Regions from separate parts of the Zea mays genome. Here region 1 is linked to region 2. Evidence: chromatin contacts called from public Hi-C data. All regions are on one chromosome and are shown on one strand. Each heading gives the region's core, a stretch centred on a gene start, on an enhancer-like site or on the middle of the called end of the contact. The rest is flanking DNA. Distances are from core to core; before and after follow the strand shown. Region 1 holds the start of LOC100283930. Region 2 holds the start of LOC100283567.

Region 1 (3,589 bases), core at 133-2,632, 350 kb after region 2:
TCAATGACAGAAGTGTAAGCGTCTTCCCTAGCCCCATATCATCAGCAAAGATCCCGCCCTTTTAACGGCGGTGGTCGTTTCTCCGTCTTTTGATTGGTAAGCACGTTCTCGAATCCCCCATCTTCACCTTCTTGCCAGAAGGGCGGCAGGTCGGCAGACTCCTCCCGGTGCACCATCCACCCTAGCGCCTCCTTCTGGTGTCCGAAGAGCTCGGATAGCACGACATCCCCGGGCGGGTCCATGCGCTGAGTCTGATTCTTCCCTTCTTTCCCCACAAGCGAGAAGAGCTTATCGACATCGTGGTCGCGGTCCGGTTTCTTGAACTGCTCCATGACCACGCCCGCTTGGGAGAGGGTGAACTCGGGGTGGTCGACGTGGATGAGGTCGATGCCAGCCTCGTGGAGCGCGGCCTCGACGACGGAGGCGGCGGCGGGGCGCGCGAATAGGTGGACCTGGCAGGGGAGGCTGTAAGCGTTGGGGTTGATCTTCGAGCCCGACCGGGGCATGATGCCCTGCGCCACGACGAGGAGGTGGGAGTCGAGGAGTGGGGCGAGCACTGCCGCGAGGACGCCTGGGAGGTGGCCAACCTGGTCGTTGCGGGCGTTAAAGACGACGATGGCGTTGTTGTCGTACTGGTTGAGCGGCTCGCGGCCGGCGACCTTGCCGCGGTAGTAGAGCATACCAACGATCTTGGAGATGATGAAGCCCAGGAGGTAGGGCTCGTCGTCGTCATCAGCGGAGGCAGCGGCGCCGCCGCGGGAGGAGGAGGCCGCCATGGCCCGGTGACAGTGGGGGACGCAGGGGAGGAGGAGTGGAGGGTTTGGGATTGCGGGGTTGCACGGGGCATGCGCGCAGGGAGGCGGGCACGGTTGCGACGGCGGATTGCTCGGGACGTGCGCGCGGGGTATGCGGCTGCCGTTGCTGATGATGGATTGCCGTGCGCAGAGAGGAGGCGAGGGCAGTCTACACGAAAGCCTTAATAGTTAGTAGAGAATAGCTCTATCTTTAGATGTTTTAAACCGTTTAAAAAGATGTTTGATTGTGTTTTAACTTTTCCCAGACAAAAAGATAGAGTCGAGCCGAACGGACTCATAGACTAATAGTCCTATTAGTAAACTAAACTCCAAGTTAGATATCTCTTGTTATTTTAAATCTTATTTACCCCATTTATATCCATTTAATATAATTAAGTTATATTTGCTCTCAAATATTATACAGTATTTCGGAATGAAGCCGGATTGCTTTGGACAAAAATTCCCGATGCAGAGACCAGAGACCGGACGGGAGAAAAAGTTCGCCTGCGTGTCCACGACACACGCCCGCTCCAGAACGGTATCACATGCGGGTTTGATTATGCGTTAAGCACGACTATAATCCCTACCGAGCTATCCTATCCCTATCCCCTCTTTTGCTTTCCTTCCCCCGCCTGCTCAATTCTTCTCGTGCTGTCACCCCTTTCTTCAATCGCCTCCCGATTCCCGCGGGGCTCGCAGATCCCGGAAGGACACCCCGCCGCCCCCGATGAGCCGCCACCGGGTCGAGACCTGCGACTCGTGGCGGCCCCCGCGGAAGAACCACGCCGGTGCGCCGCCGCTCCTCCGCGCGGGGCCTCGGCTCCTCGCCTTCGCCTCGCTCTCCGTCCGCGACGGCGGGGACTCCGCCGCGGCCGTCGCCAAGGCGGTTGAGGAGGCGGTTGTCGTACGATCCGATGAGGTGAAGGAGGCGGTGGCCGGGGAGGAGAGGAAGAAGACGAAGTCGACGGAGCGCAGGCTGCCCCCCGCGGCGCAGCTGGTGAGCCATCCGCTCGCGCTGCTGGCGCTAGTACCCAACAGCGCCGCGATCTTTGCCGCGGGGGCCGCCGCGGGCACTGTAGCCAAGACCGTCACCGCGCCCCTCGACCGCGTCAAGATCCTCATGCAGGCACGCCACCCACCGTGCGGATCTAATTCGGTCTTCATACTATTGCTTTGCGGCTGACGCGATTTAGTTTTGTTCTTTTTTCATCTATCTAGACGCATAGCGTGCGGGTGGCGGGAGAGAGTGCCAAGAAGGGTGTTGGATTTCTCGAGGTAACCAATATGAGGCGCTTTTCTTTGCTGGATTTAGTTTCACCCTGATGCTGTGCATTCAGACATTACCTTCTGAACTTACATTTTCTGTGGAAATTTCTCATCTCCTGCGCTACGTTCTTTGTGGAAAATTCACATCGGTGGAATATTCTGAAGTACACCAGAGAAATATTCTGAAATACACCAGAGTTTATAGAGTGAATTCCTTTATAGAACTTATCTTAAGACTTTAACAGGATACGAGGTTCCCGATAACTTTCTTGCATCAATGCTAGGGATACGATTTATACTGGTCAATTGACAAATGACTGCATTAGGAAAAGAAATCCTATGCTTAATATAATATCAGCACAGATAAGAAAGCTTAATATACAAATCACTAATGAATTAATGGGCGTGTTGCATATGTCCTTGGATGGGGTCTCTTTTCCGAGTCTATGTCATGTTGCTTTCTGACATGCCTATTGAAAATAGGGATCCACAAATATGCTCAGGTAGTTATTGTGCAATTATAACATGGGTACTAACCATCCGACTGAACCAGTAATCCTAATCGTTTAGATGGGCTTGAATTGTGAATTATAATGCTTTCTTTAAAAAAAACATATGATAGGCGCTATCTGGAGTTAAATGGTTACGACTTTAGATAATATATTGTAATATAATGTATCTGCAATTATGCAGGCTATGGCAGACATTGGAAAGAAGGATGGGCTTAAGGGTTACTGGAAAGGAAACCTTCCACAGGTGCTTGATGTTCCCTATCATCCATGGTTTATCTTGCTGTGCTGTGCTGATTCCTATCCATCTCCCATTAACTTGTCCAGGTCATTCGCATAATTCCTTACAGTGCAGTGCAACTCTTCTCGTATGAAGTTTACAAGGTCATAGTTACTCACGGTTACACTTAGTCATCAATTTATTTTTACATTCTTTGTGATAGTGAGTTCTTCATTTCTCTCTCTCATAAGTCAGTAAGTCACAATGTTACTGCTTTTTAATTCAGAAAATTTTCCGGAGAAAGGATGGAGAGCTTTCTGTATTTGGGAGACTTGCCGCTGGTGCTTGCGCGGGCATGACATCTACACTTGTAATTTATTTTATCTGCTTACTAGCAAATGTCCCTGTATTTATGTTTTTGTTAGATATGGAATTTGAATATAGCTGGTTTCTTCTTTGGTCTATTTTTTCATGATACATAATTTTTTTCGAAATCCACAGAACACCATTTTTAGCACATTCAGAACTTTCTACTTGTACTTGCTTATAGGTAACTTACCCACTGGATGTTCTCCGGCTCAGGCTAGCAGTTCAATCTGGACACAGCACTTTATCTCAGGTAACCAGTCTTGTAAGTGCAAATTTCTGTACTTTTTTTTTCTGGAAACTGGCGTAGCCTGATGACTTTGTAGGTTGCTCTTAACATGCTGAGAGAAGAAGGGCTGGCCTCCTTCTATGGAGGCTTGGGTCCATCTCTTGTAGCAATTGCACCTTACATTGCTGTGAACTTCTGTGTTTTT
Region 2 (3,259 bases), core at 99-2,598:
TACGCATCTGTGAGCTCCGTAAAGAAGGGGAACATGCTGTGCGTGGGCCGGATGAAGTGGAACTGCATGTTGTTGCTCTCGCGCTGTGCCAGGCTCGTCAGGAAGTTCTTCCCGTTCCGCGCCACAAATTGGGCGGTCAGCTTGATGATGTCTAGCTCCTCCCCTGTGATACCCTCGGGCAGCCGCACCGTGTACAGCTCCGCCTTGGGTGGCACCAGCACCTTGGGCGGCGGCACCACGCGGAAGGGCGCGGAGTGGTCGGCCTTTGTGTCCACAGCGGCGCCATCTGCGGGTACGGCGGCGGCGCCGTCGGCCGGGGTCGACGCTGGCGCTTCGGCGGGAGCCGTGTCAGTCTCCGCGCCCGAGAGGCCGTCCGCGCTGGGCGGCGTAGCGGCTATCTCGGAAACGCGGTGCTGGTAGTAGGCGTGGTAGGGATCCGAGGGCTGGAGGAAGTTGAATTTGGCGTTGCCCTGGTTGAGGGAGATGATGCGGCGCTCGAACTCGGGTCCGTTCTTGGCGACGAAGGTAGCCGTCTTCTCGATAATGACGCGGATGTCGGGCGGAGGGTGGATGATGCCGATGGTGCGCGTGTGGGTGGCCACCGTCGCCGGGGGGTCCGTCTTCGCGCCGGGAGGGGGAGGCTTTGGCGGCGCCTGCAGCAGCTGCTGGTTGGCGTCGCCGCCACCGGTGCCGTTGCCATCCGGTGCGGGGAGGGTCAGGATGGGGGTGCCCATGGCGGCGGGCATGAGGATTAGGGTTTCGGCGGGTTTAGATCGGAACGGAAGGAGGGAGGGAGGGAGGTCGGGTCGAGACACGACAGACCCCGTCACTCCTACGAGACACGACAGACCCCGTCACGGCAGCCATACGAATATACGATTGGAGGGTTGTGGCCTTGTGGTTGTCGGTAATTGTTTTTTTTTTTGCAGTTGTGAATGGCTGCTTTTTTGCAGTTGTGAGTGATTTTTTTTACAGATAAACGATCCACTATTACTTCATAATCTTGCAGTATTCAGTGTTCCTATTGAATAATTTTTAGGAGCAAGGTCTGTAATGACTAATGACTGGGGTGTACACGGAGAGATAGTTGGGATGACAGCAAGTGCTCTGATGGGTGATGGGCAGGCTCGGCAGCCTGTTGGAGAAGGTAAGATCAGTATAAAATGACGTATTCCAAATATAAAAAATTTAATGGTTGCTAAAAAATTTCAATGGCAGATATCAAAACCAGAAAAAGTATATAATAACACATAACTAATTAACTTTTTTTTCATTTGCTTTCACTGTTGGAGAAAGCCTTGGAAGAGGAAGAAAAACCAACCGCCAATTCTGTTGGTGGGCCTTTCTTACATTATTCAGGTCCAGGTCACATGATGCACAGACAGCCCGTCCGACGCCGCGTTAGCTACTTGCCTACTTCAGCTATATGAAACGGCAAAAGTCTTCCCCTCGTTCCCCAATCTCCTCTCCATCGAAACCCTAGCACGACGCAATTCCCGTCTTCCCACGCCGTATCGCCGTTGCTATGGGCAAGAAGCGGAAGCTCGAGCCCAAATCGGCGGCAGGGTTCACGCCGGTTAAGGCCTCCCCGACCACCAGGTCTGCCACCGCTAAGGCCGCTGGTCTATCCGAGGTCCTCGCCCCCGTCGAGGCTACGATGGAGAAGCTGCCGCAGGGGGCAGGCGGCGAGGATGTAGAGGAAATCGAGGAGGTGGAGGTCGAGGAGGAAGTGGAAGTGGAAGAGGAAGAAGAAGGCGAGAGCGACCAGGCTTCGATCCAGGCGCTGCTGGATTCGTTCCCCAAGGACCAGCTCGTCGAGCTGTTACGCGACGCTGCCATCGCTCACGGCGACGTGCTAACCACCATCCGGCGCGTGGCCGACGCCGACCCGGCTCAGCGGAAGATCTTCGTACACGGCCTCGGCTGGGACACCACAACCGACACCCTCACCGAGGCCTTCGGCCCATACGGCGAGATAGAGGATCTCAAGGTCGTCACCGACCGCAACACGGGCAAGTGCAAGGGGTACGGGTTCATCCTCTTCCGTCACCGCTCCGGCGCCCGAGCTGCACTACGCGAGCCCCAGAAGAAGATTGGTAACCGCAGCACCGCCTGCCAGCTCGCCTCTGTTGGCCCTGTCCCTGGTGGTGCGCCCAACAGCGCTGCACCAGCCCCGGTTCAATTGCAGTTGCCACCAGTGTCAGAGTATACACAACGAAAGATATTTGTCAGCAATGTTGGTGCAGATATCGATCCGCAGAAATTGCTTCAGTTCTTTGCGAGGTTTGGTGAGATCGAGGAAGGCCCGCTTGGTCTTGACAAGGTCACTGGGAAACCCAAGGGATTTGCTCTTTTTGTCTACAAGACCATTGAAAGTGCCAAGAAGGCTCTTGAGGAGCCACATAAGCATTTTGAGGGAGTGATGCTGCACTGCCAGAAGGCGATTGATGGACCAAAGCCGAACAAATTAGGAGGAGCTGGAGGTTTTTTCGGTGCTGGAGCTTCAAGTGGGGGCAAGGGGTTTGCTGGTTATGGAGCTACTAGTCATTCTCTGCCCGGAACTGTTGGTATTGTCCAGCCAATGTCACCTCTGGCACCTGGATTGGCTTCATTGCCTGGTGGTATTTCTGCTGCCCCAGGTGTGGATCCTGCTCTGGGGCAGGCCTTGACAGCTTTGCTTGCCACCCAGCAGGGGGGTGGGCTGAGTTTTAATAGCATTCTGGGGGTCGGTGCTAATGGATCGGGGTTGCCTCCGCAGGGGCCAACTGGTGCATTGGGTGGTAGCAGCGTGCAGGGGATGCAAGGTGGTTATATGGGTGGCTACGGTGGTTCTGGTGGGTATGGGGGTGCTTCTTCAGGAGGCCCTGGAAGACATTACATGGGTCATTAGGTAAGATTTGGCAGGTAGATGCATCTAACTGCAGGAAACTACATTTTTTTCTGATTTCTGTTTTGCGTTAAAAGAAACCTTGCGATTTTACTTGTTCTGATATGAAAATTAGTTTTGCATGTCCATAAGTGATTATTGTTGCTGTATAAAAGTAATTTTATAATCTTTTGCATTTAGTGTGCCTGCTGCAGCTTATTTGGGCGCAGATGTGACTGCTTCTAATATTAGCTACAGTAGACAGTAGCCTATTTCTTGTAGCCAGTCTACAGCTGCAGCTGAAAAAAGCTGCAGCCATGTTAGATATTTTTTTCCCTGGTTAATCAGATACTTATGACAATTAGCATGCTCCCAGTAGAAATTTAGTTATCA

The links. Hi-C and Micro-C count contacts between places; a contact is called where the count stands out from the background.
Region 1: a contact with region 2 is called in a Hi-C map of ear, with 3 times the contacts expected there. The contact joins the promoter of LOC100283930 here to the promoter of LOC100283567 in region 2. A contact is called at or near these places in 2 of 25 Hi-C or Micro-C datasets (ear and endosperm).

The regions. Positions count from the first base shown.
Region 1 is chr3:39,847,628-39,851,216 of Zm-B73-REFERENCE-NAM-5.0, forward strand. LOC100283930 reads left to right here and starts at 1,383. Exons shown (of 10, transcript NM_001156828.2): 1 at 1,383-1,920; 2 at 2,013-2,069; 3 at 2,754-2,816; 4 at 2,897-2,953; 5 at 3,076-3,159; 6 at 3,340-3,408; 7 at 3,482-3,589. The coding sequence starts at 1,522.
Region 2 is chr3:39,500,179-39,503,437 of Zm-B73-REFERENCE-NAM-5.0, forward strand. It overlaps LOC100283567, which reads left to right and starts at 1,349. Exons shown (of 2, transcript NM_001371947.1): 1 at 1,349-2,890. The coding sequence starts at 1,526. The coding sequence ends at 2,890. LOC100383468 (putative splicing factor 3A subunit 1) reads right to left here and starts at 822. Exons shown (of 2, transcript NM_001176116.1): 1 at 1-822. The coding sequence starts at 746.